Regions from separate parts of the Hordeum vulgare genome. Here region 1 is linked to region 2. A link is a contact called in public Hi-C data. All regions are on one chromosome and are shown on one strand. Each heading gives the region's core, a stretch centred on a gene start, on an enhancer-like site or on the middle of the called end of the contact. The rest is flanking DNA. Distances are from core to core; before and after follow the strand shown.

Region 1 (7,137 bases), core at 2,348-4,847, 510 kb after region 2:
GTTAGCCGGGTAAAATCGAGCACAAATTCGAACGATTCAAGCAAACAGAAGTCAAATACGGCCTACAATACGACTTAGAACGTCAAGTCGAGAGGAAACAATGCTTACCCAGGTTTAATCCATGAATTATCTGCCGCGGATTCGACCCAATCCTCTCTACGGTCGACTGCATTCCGGGCGTCCTCACTCAACACCGCCATGTAATCCTAGATGGGGAGGTGGGCTATATCTGGCGGAGACGCGGCGTCGCCGACAAACGGAAAGGGGCATAGGGTGGAGGAAACAACTACGGTGGACGCGGCACGACGTCGGCGGAGGAGGCGGGGCGGGGCAGTGCAGTGCGGCCTGTCTAGATATGTTTCAGATTCAGACAAGCTGCCCAATACGTGTCTCCTTGCGGTCCCACCCGTCAGCAAGCAACAGTCAGACGAAGACTCGGCCCCACTCGTCAGCAATTAACGGTCAATGGACGATCAAGACGACAAACGGCCGCTATGAGCATTTGTGAGAGTTTCAGCTAAGGAAGAAGGGAAAAGTGAGCAAACGTTTGGAGCGTGGGGAAAAGTGAGCACAACTAAGGAACCAGGGGCACTAATTTAAATATCCCTTGAATATTTCATGATGGAAATGGTCATAATAAGTTACCATCTGGCTGCCACGACCCCTTGAACGACCTCTAGCTGGTATTTTATCTTCCATATTTGGCACAACAATATTATGCGCAAAACAAAAGCCCTTTGTATCTTCCAAAATCTCATCCCATCCAGAGTTCCTTATTTTCTCAACTTCCTTCAATGTAGTACCAATCAGGCCTACAGCACGCACAATATTTTGATCTTTCCTTTGCAAGCATGTTGATAGATCATTAGTCTTTCCAAGAATTCTGATCATAAGATGCATAATAAATATAAACTCAAAGCTTTCCATTTTTTCCAACAAACCTGAAGCTGTGGTCTTTTGTGTTGCATTAGTGGCATCGTCACTTAAATTCTCTAACACATGTAGGACAGATTTCCACATGTGAACAAGACGACATAAGGTTTTATGGTGAGATCCCCAACGAGTATCTCCTGGCCTTGCAAGATTAGTTTCCTGGTTCTTTCCTCTTCCAGTGAAGATATCACCAGTCTCAAGTTTGTTCAGAAGTTCATCATGCTGACTTTGCAATAGTTTATCTTTTCTATGACAAGAAGCATTAACCGTGTTGACAATCATGCTAGCATAGTTAAAGAAGTCCAAGACAGAGGAAGAACATTTAGCAACAGAAACAACCACTAGCTGCAACTGATGGGCAAAACAATGGATATAAAAGGCATATGGGTTTTCATCTAATATGTGTCTTTGCAAACCATGGAATTGTCCCCTCATATTTGATGCCCCATCATAACCTTGACCTCTCACATTAGAGATGGATAAACCAAGAGATTTTAACATACCATCCAAAGCTATCTTTAGGGAAACGGATGTCGTGTCTGGAACATGCTTCACACCAACAAACCTCTCTAGCACCTGTCCCTGATTGTTGACATGCCTACATAGGGAAATAAGAACATGATTAGCATAAATTTGAATCACTCAAAGAGTAGAAAGATAAATTTCATAGTAGCTAACCTCAAAACCAAGGCCATTTGTTCTTTGATAGATGCATCTCGTGCCTCATCAACAAGTACAACAAACTTTTTATCCCCAATGTCATCAATAATAGCTTTGGTTGTAACATTAGCAGAAGCTTTACAAATCTGTTTTTGAATTTTTGGTGCGGTCATTTGATGGTTCCGAGGAGCATTGTCAAGCAATTTTGCAGCCTTTTCATCTTTCCCTTTATACCATTTCAACATTTCAAGAAAATTCCCCCTATTGTTTGAGCGAGAAGACTCGTCATGCCCACGAAAAGCAAGAGCTTGCAATAGCAAAAACTTTGCAATGCCTATCATAATTGTCATGCGAGCTTTATATTCTTCCTCCTCCTTCTTGGTGGTTGCTGCCAACACATAATCCACACCTTGCCGCTGATTTCTGAAAGCCTCACAATATTTCCTAGCTTTATTATGAGCACTATTAATATCCTTACCAACATGAAGATCACAGGCTTCAATCCCATTCTTCCAAAAAGTAAAACCAACCCTTGTAAATGATTATGTACCAAAATTTTCTGCCCGTGGTTGCTTAAAGAGAAAACAATAGAAACAAAATGCAGTGTCATTAGCTACACTATATTCCAACCAATCATACCTTTTGAACCATTTATCCTGAAATCTCCGCATCTGGCTTCCAATTAATTTTGCAGGATATTTATGACCAACTGGTTGACATGGACCCATTACCAAATACTCTCTTCTAGCAGCATCTCTGACATTTACATCTAGCTCCGAAATCGGTTTCCGAAGTCCAGGATCCGCAATAATGTCATCTGGATTAAGCTCATCGCTCTCCTCTTGGCTGCTAGTGCTAGTGTTATCATCTTCTGGTTCTGGATTAGCAACAATGTGAGGACTAAGTTGTTGTTGTTGGGGAGGAACTGTATGTTCAGGAACCGTCCCACTACCACCAACATTCGTACCGGATTCTTGAGCACGAGAAGATTGACTCGAATTGGCAACTTGTGAAACAGACCGGAAATAAGATGATAGAGGTCTTGATGAAAAAGGATTTGCCCTCTTTGTCCCCTTCATTTTTCTGTAATCGGACGGCTAAAATTAGTTCTCTACCAGTCTACCTAATCAGGCAATCAGATATATACCAGAATTGAACTTCGGTTCTTTACAGTTCATACCTTGTTCAGTTCAGTTGTGCTGACCCCCTGGATGCGTCTACGTACTTGCAGGCGACAGCGTTCAGGTCTGGAACCAGACGAGTTCAAGACGGGGCGAGCAGTGCAGACGAGTCTCCGTCGGCGGTGGCGGCGCGATCAACTTGAGAGAGCGGCAGGCCGGCGGCCGCTGGGCGGTGACGAGATTTAGATCGGTGACGGCGGTTAGATCGCTGCCGAGAAAAAGGCAAGCATCGAGCTGACTCCCTCACGAAACGGATTGTCGATCGTACGTGGCTACGTGCTAGGAGTCGGTCCCGTAATCCCGTTTTCCTGATTGCAACGCTAGGTCGCTAGCTCTGGTGGGCTTTAGGATTAGCCCCGGTTAATCTGGCCCAAGGACACGGGCTTTAATCTATATAGGCAGGAATTTTACAAAAATATACAGAACATATATGTATACTTGGAGTGCTACGACCGGGGCTGTAGCCCGGGCTGCCCGGCACGTAGATCCGCCCGCCACTGGTTGAAAGTGTTGGCTCTCTTGACGGAAGCAGCTAGGGTTCCTGGTGGCTAGCTTGCATCAAGAAGCTCGCGTACGGAAACATCCGTATGGACTCAAATTATTCTTGCGTAAACCGAGACCGAGAGGCAGGAATGCAGTCCGCATGAGGCGTCGTTGTCTCGTTTCAGAAGGGAAAGAAAGAAACTCTGCACGAAAATCACACTGAATAATAACTAGACGTAGAGCGTGGGCCTGTTTGCGCAAGGGTTTACCCTCTGGCGTGTGGGGACATAGGGGGGGGAAGTGACCAGGGCAAGGCAGGCAGGCAGGCAGAGACCACTTCAAGCGAGCCGCGACGCCATGATTGGTCCCCCGGGATAGTCAAGATCTACTCGAGCCAGCCCATCCGCTGGCCATAGCCTTTGGCGATACCGAGCGATCCGGGCCGTGCTTGCTCCGATGGCCATGGACATGGAGCGAGACTAGTCATGCTCAGCTCAGTCAGAGAGGGAGGAATGACGCGGCCCTCCACTGCTCACGGGTCATGTTGTGGCTGTCAGGCAGGGGATGGCCACGCAGGGCCTGCGCGTCATCTCATCTCCGGCTTTGGTGCTTCCACAGTCTGAGTCCACACGGGGTGGGACGCGCCGCACCTCACGGATTTCGTGCGGATGATACTACTGTGCTGTCACTGCCTGCCCCTGCGCGCGTACGGTACGGCCTGAATTCAGTGCTCGGTTCCGTGCGGGCTTCGCCGGAAGGAAACCTTTGCGCCCTTTCTTTTTTATTAGGTAACAGCACCCATATCCTACAACTTGCACACAATGTGATGGTTTGATTCTGGAACTTGTAAAGTGCACATATTTCATCCTAGAACTTGCTCCTCTTGTGCAGTTTTAGTCCACAACGAATCACAGCGCGCCAAGTGAACAGAGTGGGGCAGTGTTGGTTGTTTTATAAAGTAGCCCTTCCATTTGTCAGTTATTAATCAACACCCAGACCGTTTCAAATAGCACCTGAATTAATTAAAGCCCCTCCTCTCTCTGCTTACTTACCCCTAGTGGCATCACACTCCCGTCGCTGCCCCTCTCACACTCCCGTCGCTGCCCCTCTCTGTTTTTTTTCTTCCCTCAGCCTCTGTGTTGTTCTTCTCCCCAAGAAGGTCCGCGCGTGCACCAATGGTATCCTGGAGCGAGGGATCATACTCCTCCTCGGACAGCGACATCAGCAGCCCGGTTAGCTCATGTTCTTCTCCTCCTCCTTCATTTAGGGTTTGCACATTGGGGATTTCCTCACCAGATTCTATTTTAGGCTCCTCCATGCATTTTATGCGTGGAATGGACAGGCCTAGCTACAGATCTAAGTGCTAGATGTGAACATGAAGCCATTTGTGAGAAATATGTTGCCTTTCAGTCAGTGGATAGTGGCAGAAGGTTCTTAGGTTGTGCACAAAAGGTTAGTGGATTATCAGATCTACACAAATTTTCTATACTCTGCTTGTTCAAAACTTGTTTATGTAGCTGAGATGTACAGCTTGCGCACAAAATGTTTTCATGTAACCTTGTTCATAATGAATCAGGTTTTATCTATCTTAGTAATGTGCAAAAGATGTTATTCCTAAATATGAATTCAGATAGCAAAATGTCAGATAACAGAATGTTAATTATTCACATAGTGAATCAGGTTTTTTGTCTTAGTAACAGAATGTTTATCTATCTTAGTAATAGTCAGAATGTTTAATTCATATAAGTTAGAGAAAGATCTTTCACATAAGTTATTCAGATAATTCAGATAATGTTTAAGCCACCTTATTCAAATAACTGAAATGTCTTTCTTTTTTGTATTCCGTAGGAAGGACCTAAATGTGGATATGTGGAGTGGGTTGACCCAGAGTGGCCTCCTCAGTTGAAGACTACACTGGGTAGGCTGTGGGACATGTATGAAGATGAGAACAAGATTAGGCTTTCTCATAATCTTGCAAATGCAGAAGGAATTTTTAAGGTGCTGAAAGAGAAGGAGAAGATGGAAAAAGATCTAAGGTTTTTCAAGCTTGATTTTGCTAAGATGGTAGCTGACAAAGAGCAAGCATTGGCTCAGGTAGGAAACAAACAGATTGCTCTTAGTGACCTAAAGGAAGAGTTAGAGAAGAAGAAGATTTCAGACAAATCTGCCACAAATATTCATCAAGTATTTAGGGCTAAGGCAGAGAAAGAGCTTGAGCTGATTAAGCAAGAGCTTGAGCTCATGAATCAGGAGAGGGGAAAACAATGAAAGAGAGGGATGAGGTAATGCAAGAGATGGACAAAGTGATGCAAGAGAGGGATGAGTTGAAGAAAGAGAAAAAGAAATTAGAGTACATGATTGGTGACCTATTCAAGCATAAGGAAGAGACAAAATCAAAGATAAGGAAGGTCAGGGAGATATTAGATGAATTTCAGTGATGAATGGATGTATTATTTGTTGAGACCTTAGTAATGTTGGCTTATTTGGTGAACCTATATCATGTAACTGTGATATTAGATGAATTTGATCAATTCCAACAGCACTAAGAAGAACTCCTTTGAATCTTGTTTTCATGTGACAACCATCAATAAATAGAATGGGTCTACAACCTTTTAGCCACCCTCTCTTACATGCATCATATGACCAGTACAATGTTTTCAAACATTTCCTGCCCAATGGAAATTTTATATCTTTCACCAGTGTAGTTGTCAGAAGAAATGTAGAGCTAGGGTTTTTGCTCCTTAACTCATGGCCACAATCCCATAGCCTACTAAACTGTTCTTCCTCATCACCATGGACCTGCTTAAGTGCTTGTGTTCTAGCCCTAGCTAACTTCCATCTGTTAGGAGTAACATTAAACTCCTTAGTTATTTTCCTTGCAAATGTTTCAAGTGACATCTTATGGTCATCTCTGAATTCTTCAATGAATGTCTTGCACAGGAATGTAGCTGTCAAATCCTTTAACTTCCATTTTTTTGACACAAATGCAATGGATTCAATGCCTTGATCACAAATCCTCCAGTCCTGTTATCATTGCCAACCTTGACCATCCATGGGCACCCTGGCTGACAAATTGCCTCTAACCTTATCCTGTCATTCTTCACCTTCCTAATTTGCACTCTGTTTCTTATTGCATATGTAGTTAAAGCTTTTCTCATCTCAACCACATCAGCAAATACCATACCCACAGTAAAAACAGGGCATTTCATGTCCACCTTTGCATTGAATGTTGTGAACTTGTACTTAAGTTGTTCTTGTTGTTCAATGGAGAGGTTCAGATCTTCATCTTCAAGTAAATAGTTAGGCTCAACATCTTCCACATCTGGCTCAGCTTCTTCATCAACATCATAGTCAATGTTGTCTTCATACAGATCATCATCTCCATCATGAATGTCATAATCACTATCATTCATATCTGATTCTTCCAACAACACAACATCAGTCAGCAAAGGATGGGCAGCATCATTCAGCAAGTTTGAGTCTGCAAAAGCATCAGTCAGCAAGTTTTGCTCTGCACCTACATCATTCAGCAAGTTTGGCTCTGCACCAGAATCTAACAGTAAGTTTGGCTCTGCACCAGCTTCAGTCAGTAAGTTTGGCTCTGCACCAGCATCAGTCAGTAAGTTTGGCTCTGCACCTTCAGTAAGCACATGTGTGTGTACAACATCAGTAACAAGATTTGTAGCGTCATTAAGAAAATTGTGTGCTTCTGTGCTAGCTTCTGCAACCTCTGAAATTGGATTATCAACATTCAAACAAATGATGGTGCCTGAATTGCTTGCATCAACAGAACAGTTGGCCACTCTAACAGGGCTTTGAAATGATGGCTCCTTCAATATCAAATCTTGCCTGAAATTACTAATGAAATCTGAATGGTCAA
Region 2 (6,688 bases), core at 572-3,071:
TGACCAACCTTCTGACCTTCCTCATTCGTATCGGCAAGAAGAATGTGAAGCAGGACAGGAGCCTTCTTCTGGGGCAATACCTTTGCTGTGTCTGATGATTTATTTTGGCCGGTTGACAAGAACGGGGGCTTCTGTTGCATTGGCCTCTTCTGGGCACCAGGGGTGCACTTGGCCTGGTGCTTCTGCAGGTTGCCGGTGCCGCTGCTTAAGACCTGGTGGCAGTGCATGCACTCGGCCCTCGCGAGCTTACCGTCGATGTAGATGGGTGTGAAGTCATCCCATACTTTGGACCTGAGCCTTTTCAGCTTTCGACCCGAGAACACTGGGACAGGGGCGCTGCCCGTGCTTTCCTCTTGTTCATCCATGACGTTGGAATTGCCAGGCTCATCTTCTATGCCTACGCATCAAGAAAGGCAGAAGCTGTGAGTAATGGAGTCACTTGGGTAAAACATGTTTCCACCTGAAACTTGTCCTAGTGTAATTGGACAGAAATGTTGCAAAGAGAAGGTGACTGAACAGACAGACACATCACATATCTAACGAAAACATGGAACAAGGCATCAAACCAAATGCGGCACAAGATTACTTTTCCATGAGCGGCGCAACACTGATAGAATTGGTTGGTGCAGGGGACTTGAACACATCAGATTCATGAGGGAAGCAGACGGGCGACATCGGAACCGTAGGGCGACAGACACTAATCACAATCTTGCAGAGCACAGTAGCTACCAACAGTGTTCAAGCAGACGGAGATGTTTACTTCGACAGACATATTTGGTGAACACGTGCTACAGGAACATGTCATCTACTGTACTTGCTTCAACCCGTATGTTATAGCGTAGAACATTACCATCACACTCCTGATCCATACCTGCACACCAAGCGAAACCAAACGGATCAGCGCATTTATTTTTCCCCAACCGCATCGCATTCCTCGACAGGAACGATCCAAGGGAGAAACCAGAAGTGCGATCCGACGAAGGGGGAGAAATAAGAAGTAGCGGCGCGTAATCTTCTAGCAAGAAAAAGAAAACTAAGAAGAGCGTACCGATGCTCGCAATCCCAGGGCACCCGCGCCGATCGGATGCAACGGGACCTCGGAGTATGTATTATCCCTCCGCCGCGGCTTGCTTCTCCCTGGACCTCGGACGAGACGGCGAGGGCGGAGGGGAATCGAGTTTTTTTTTCTTTTCCGATCTCGGTGGGCGGTGGCGGAAGAAACGAGAGGGAAACTGAGGGAAGTGGCGAAACATTCGCGCCGCCGCTTTTCCTCTCCCTAAGCCATCCTGGGCTGAAATTCCTCGGGAGCCCATATCTCAAAGGCTAAAACCTTGCAGAAGCAACCCAGCAATTTCCGTTCGGGCCGAACCAGCTGGGCTTTTTTCGTAACTGTACAAAACACACACAAAAAAATCCTAGTGTACTAGGAACAAGTGCGATAACCCGTCCACGAGTTGTCTCAAAAGGAAAAAAAAAAAACGTCCACGAGTTAGGTAGCGCAGTGGGCGGTGGAGTGGTAGCACGTAGGGACTGCGATGCACTCTAGTCTAGCGGGTCAAGATTACACACACACACACACACACTACCTGGCGACGCAGCCTGTCGCGCTTTCCCGGGGCAGCGCACGCTGGCAGCTGCCATGCCATTGCCACATCCACTAGTGTTTCGTCTTTCGTAGCAGTCGGCCGCTACAGGCCGAGGCTACAGCGCACGCATCCTCATCTCGTCGCGGCAACAAAGCAGATGCGGCACCGCAGAGTACTGCACGGGGATCTGAGTCTGAGCCTGTCTGTCCGTCGCGCGAATTACGCCTCCTCACGTCTCATCTCATCTCCAGATCTCCTAGTGCGCGCGCGGCCAAGATTTGCCCGGCTTTCCTGTGCACGGGGCCGGCCCATCATCAGCCGGATGATTAGTTAGCGTGCGCTGCATGCCATTATTACGATGACCTCCGTTTCAAAAAGAAAAATTACGATGACCTGCATCTGTCCCTTTAATCTCTGGTGGCGGCCAAAGGGTCGGAAAGGAAAGGAGAAAGGAAGGACAACCAAAGCGGGGTGGCGTCGTGGTCGTGGGCATGGGATTCCGGCGCGACGCTGCTGGCTCGCCGTGCGTCTCCGACCCCGAGTGATGGTGACGCCCTGATGATCGAGACGGAGACCCTTTGGCTTGTGCGCGAGTGTCGTGTGTAGCATCGTGGTGCGTATCTCCCACCCCTCTCCTCTGTGTAGGTGGTTTCCGTGTCATGATTGGTTCTGATGGAGATACGGGGGGATGTGCTGCTGCGTATTGGGACGCACGCGCGACGGTACTCGGTGCTCGCGTCTCTACGCGGGGGAGCAAATGTCATCCTTCCTCCGGACGTTTTGTAGTAGCCGTGGTATGCTTCATCTATGCCGGACTTTTAAATCCGGGCCGAGTGCCGTGGTATACTTCACCTACAAATTGTCAAATTCGAAGCATCTACAACCCAAACTCTTAAACTCGGTCTCTCAAACGATCACGAACGCGCCCACAACTCAAATAATGCATTATATATTTGGATATCTCAAATTCATACTAACATGTAACGTAAACCTAATACTAAGCGGAGCTTGTCCGGCATGACCATGTCCGACGGTTGGACGCGCCCCTCATTCTGTCGGTCCGGTCATCGACGCGATATAGTAGGACATGGGACACTAGCCGGTCCACGGGAGTCGAGCTCCCGCCATCTCCCACGCCCTATTATTTCTCGTTGGAGCCCGTAGCTCGGACGATACCAAACAACGTGAGGTCGATGACGGATCCTTCATCGGAGGAGTCGACTTCTATCATGACGCGGTTGTGGTGCCCGCACCCGTGCAACATACGGGGCGCCAGAGAGTGTGACTCCACCTCTCCAATATCCGTCGTCGCGAGGGCCTCCACTGCATCATGTGCCCGCTGCCTCATCCGGCGGGCATTGCCGCGTCATGACATCGTCCGAGGTCAGCCATGCTTCGTGCTCGGTGCGCCAACGAAGGGGTTGCGCTTCCGTCACGATGTTCGGACGCCAGACGAATCGCACCGCCTCGGGTGAGGCAACAACGCCGGATCCAAGCACCGGTTGTGCGGAAGCAATGGATTACCTGTTGGAAATATGCCCTGGAGGCAATAATAATTTAGTTATTATTATATTTCTTTGTTTATGATAATCATTTATTATCCATGCTATAATTGTATTGATTGGAAACTCAAATACATGTGTGGATACATAAACAACACACTAACCCTAGTGAGCCACTAATGGACTAGCTCGTTGATCAAACATGGTCAAGGTTTCCTGTCCATAGACATGAGTTGTCATTTGATAACGGGATCACATCATTAGGAGAATGATGTGATGGGCAAGACCAAAACTATGAACGTAGCATGTGATCGTGTCAGTTTATTGCTACTGTTTTCTGCATGTCAAGTATCTATTTCTATAACCATGAGATCATGCAACTCCCGGACACCGGAGGAATGCCTTGTGTGTATCAAGCGTCACAACGTAACCGGATGACTATAAAGGTGCTCTACAGGTATCTTCGAAGGTGTCTGTTGGGTTTCCGTGAATCGAGACTAGGGTTTGTCACTCTGTATGACGGAGAGATATCTCTAGGACCCATCCGGTAATACAAAATCACAAGAAGCTTGCAAGCAATGTGAGTAAGAAATTAGTCACGGGATCTTGTATTACAAAACGAGTAAAGTGACTTACCGGTAACAAGATTGAACTAGGTATGGAGATACCGACGATCGAATCTCGGGCATGTAACATATCGATGGACAAAGGGGAATAGAATATGGGATTGATGGAATCCTTGACATCGAGGTTTGACCGATAAAGATCTTCGTACAATATGTAGGAACCAATATGGGCATTCAGGTCCCGATATTGGTTATTGACCAAAGAGTGTCTCTATCATGTCAGCATAGTTCTCGAACCCGCAGGGTCTGCACACTTAAGGTTCGGTGACGATATAAGTATAGTTGAGTTGTTATGTTGGTGACCGAAGGTTGTTCGGAGTTTCGGATGAAATCACGGACATGACGAGGAGCTCCAGAACAGTCCGGAGGTAAAGCTTGAAATATGGGGATAATAGTGTTTGGTCTCCGGAAGGCTTTCGGAATTCACTGGAAGGGGTTTCATATGTTTCCCGAAATGTTTGGGTACGAGAACACTTTATTTGGGCCAAGGGGTAAAGCCCACGAGGCTTTAGGAAGATGCAAAAAGAGTTTTGCGAAGGCCAGGACCAGACGCCAGGGACCCTGACGTCTGGGGCTAGATACCAAGGACCCTGGCATATGGTCCTGGAGTCCGAGGAGGACTCTTGCCCTGCGTGCCAAACCGACTTTGAGGAGGCTCTTTCTCCAAGAAATGATCCCTCGGCTCAACATATAAATAGAGGGCCAGGGATAGCACCCGGAACACATCAATATTTCCCCAAGCATCCTCCATCATAGTTTTCGTTGTGCTTGCGAAGCCCTGCGGAAATAGTTTCACCACCACCGGCACCACGTCGTCGTGCTGCCGGAACTCATCTGCTATTTGCCCCTCTTGCTGGATCAAGAAGTCAAGGACGTCATCGAGCCGTAAGTGTGCTGAAATCAGAGGTGTCGTCTGTTCGGTGCTAGATCGGGATGGATCGTGATGGGATCGCAGAAAAAATTGCGATTTGGATGGCGGAGACGTTCGACTACATCAACCGTGCTATATACGCTTCCGCTTAGCGATCTACAAGGGTATGTAGATACAACTTCCCCTCTCATAGATGTTAGTCTCCATAGATTGATCTTGGTGAGCGTAGCAAATTTTTGTTTCCCATGTGACGTTCCCCAACATTACCAGCTGTAACGCCCAAGATGCGATCCTATCCTCAATTTGGCACGAGGACCTCGTCAGGGATAGAAGCGCATCTCGTCGTTTCGCAAGAATGGATATCGTTACAAGTACATGTACTGAAAAGATGAGATACATAGAATTGGCTTACACTCGCCACAAGCAACATAAGAGTCACAACCGTACAATACATAAATATCACGAAGAAGAGCAGGGTCCGACTACGAACGAAAAGAAACAAGAAAAGAAGAACGACGTCCATCCGTGCTATCCCAAGCTGCCGGCCTCGAACCCATCCTAGATCGATGAAGAAGAAGAAGAAGAAGAAGCAACTCCAAATGAACAATAAACGCGCTCGCGTCAAGTAACCTTTACCTGTACCTGCAACTGGTGTTGTAGTAATCTGTGAGCCACAGGGGACTCAACAATCTCATTTCCAAAGGTGCCAAGACTAGCAAAGCTTAATGGGTGAGGTATGGTTAAGTGGAGAGGTTGCAGCAAGCGACTAGCAGTTATTTAGTGGCTAACTTACGAGTAAAAGAATAAGGAGGGGGATGATCTACGCATAACGGACGTGAACTACATATGATCAAATGAATGATCCTGAACACCTACTTACGTCAACCATAACCCCACCGTGTCCTCGATCGGAGAAGGAACTCAAGAAAGAGACAGTCACGATTAGGCACCCAGTTGGCATATTTTAATTAAGTTAACTTCAAGTTATCTAGAACCAGTGTTAAACAAAGTTTCCACGTTGTCACATAACCGCGGGCACGGCTTTCCGAAAAGATTTAACCCTGCAGGGGTGCTCCAACTAGTCCATCACAAATTACCACAAGCCGCATAGAAATCCTCGATCACGAAGCTCGCAATCTCGTCGGACTCCTTAGTGGAAAACCTCAACTCCGAGATTACCCAAAGCATCACCGGAATCCCGATGCACAAGATATCTCGTCAAAGGTAAAACTAATCCAGCAAGGTCACCCGGTGTGTCGACGAACCCGATAGGAGCCGCGTATCTCGTTCTCAGGACACACCGTCTATGCATAGTGGACGGTAGCCAAACCTCGAGTTGCCCCGAGGTGGCACCGCCGACTACTAGGTGGGTGGACCAACACTCATGAGGGGCACTGGCCCGGGGGTTGATTAAATTACTCCGCGGGTGCCGGCGGGTCCCTATGCATTATTATTAGGTTATTAGGCAAATGTAGTACCAAAGTTGTGCCTTGCCAGACCAGCTTTAATCTAAAACGAATTATCAAGGGGGTCCCCATAACAACCCCGATCGTGTTAGGAGCGCTCCTTTATGGAACATAACACCGGTATCCGAAACTAAGGGGGCAAAGGTGGAACAAAACACCAGGCTAGAAAGGCCGAGCCTTCCACCTTTTACCAAGTATATAGGTCCATTAAATTAAATAGCATTTAATAGGGTGATATAACAAGGAACCCATGTTATCACACGGAAGCAACTGCACCTGCAACTAGAAACGCTAACACATGGTTAAGCAAGCAATATCATAGCCAATCAGTGGTTTGCTAGGTTGTGAACAGGTTGAAGGTTTTCATGGCATTGTTGAGAGGCTGATATTTAACAGGTGGTAGGTAACGAGACATAGCGACAAAAACGATAATACTAGCATGGCAATGATAGTAATGGTATATGGGGAAATGGTCATCTTGCTTGAGATCCCGCCAAGAAGAAGAATGACTCCGTGAAGCAGACGAACCGATGTAGTCGAACGGGTCCTCACAATCCGACACGCTTGCGGAACTCTATCGAGACGAAGCAAACCGGAAACAAGAATCAACACACGATATTCACCACAAGATGCACAC

The links. Hi-C and Micro-C count contacts between places; a contact is called where the count stands out from the background.
Region 1: a Hi-C map of leaf shows a contact between it and region 2, with 3 times the contacts expected there. The contact joins two enhancer-like sites. A contact is called at or near these places in 3 of 6 Hi-C or Micro-C datasets (leaf and seedling).

Annotation. Positions count from the first base shown.
Region 1 is chr5H:417,222,439-417,229,575 of MorexV3_pseudomolecules_assembly, forward strand. No RefSeq gene overlaps it. Among protein-coding and RNA genes, the nearest start is that of LOC123395810, 15 kb to the right of the region's middle. Within about 2 kb of position 3,598, at least 3 of the 3 cell types and tissues checked have open chromatin away from gene starts, as enhancers often do. A contact at or near this core is called in leaf and seedling, where this site is marked.
Region 2 is chr5H:416,717,965-416,724,652 of MorexV3_pseudomolecules_assembly, forward strand. No RefSeq gene overlaps it. Among protein-coding and RNA genes, the nearest start is that of LOC123396806, 42 kb to the left of the region's middle. Within about 2 kb of position 1,822, at least 3 of the 3 cell types and tissues checked have open chromatin away from gene starts, as enhancers often do. A contact at or near this core is called in leaf and seedling, where this site is marked.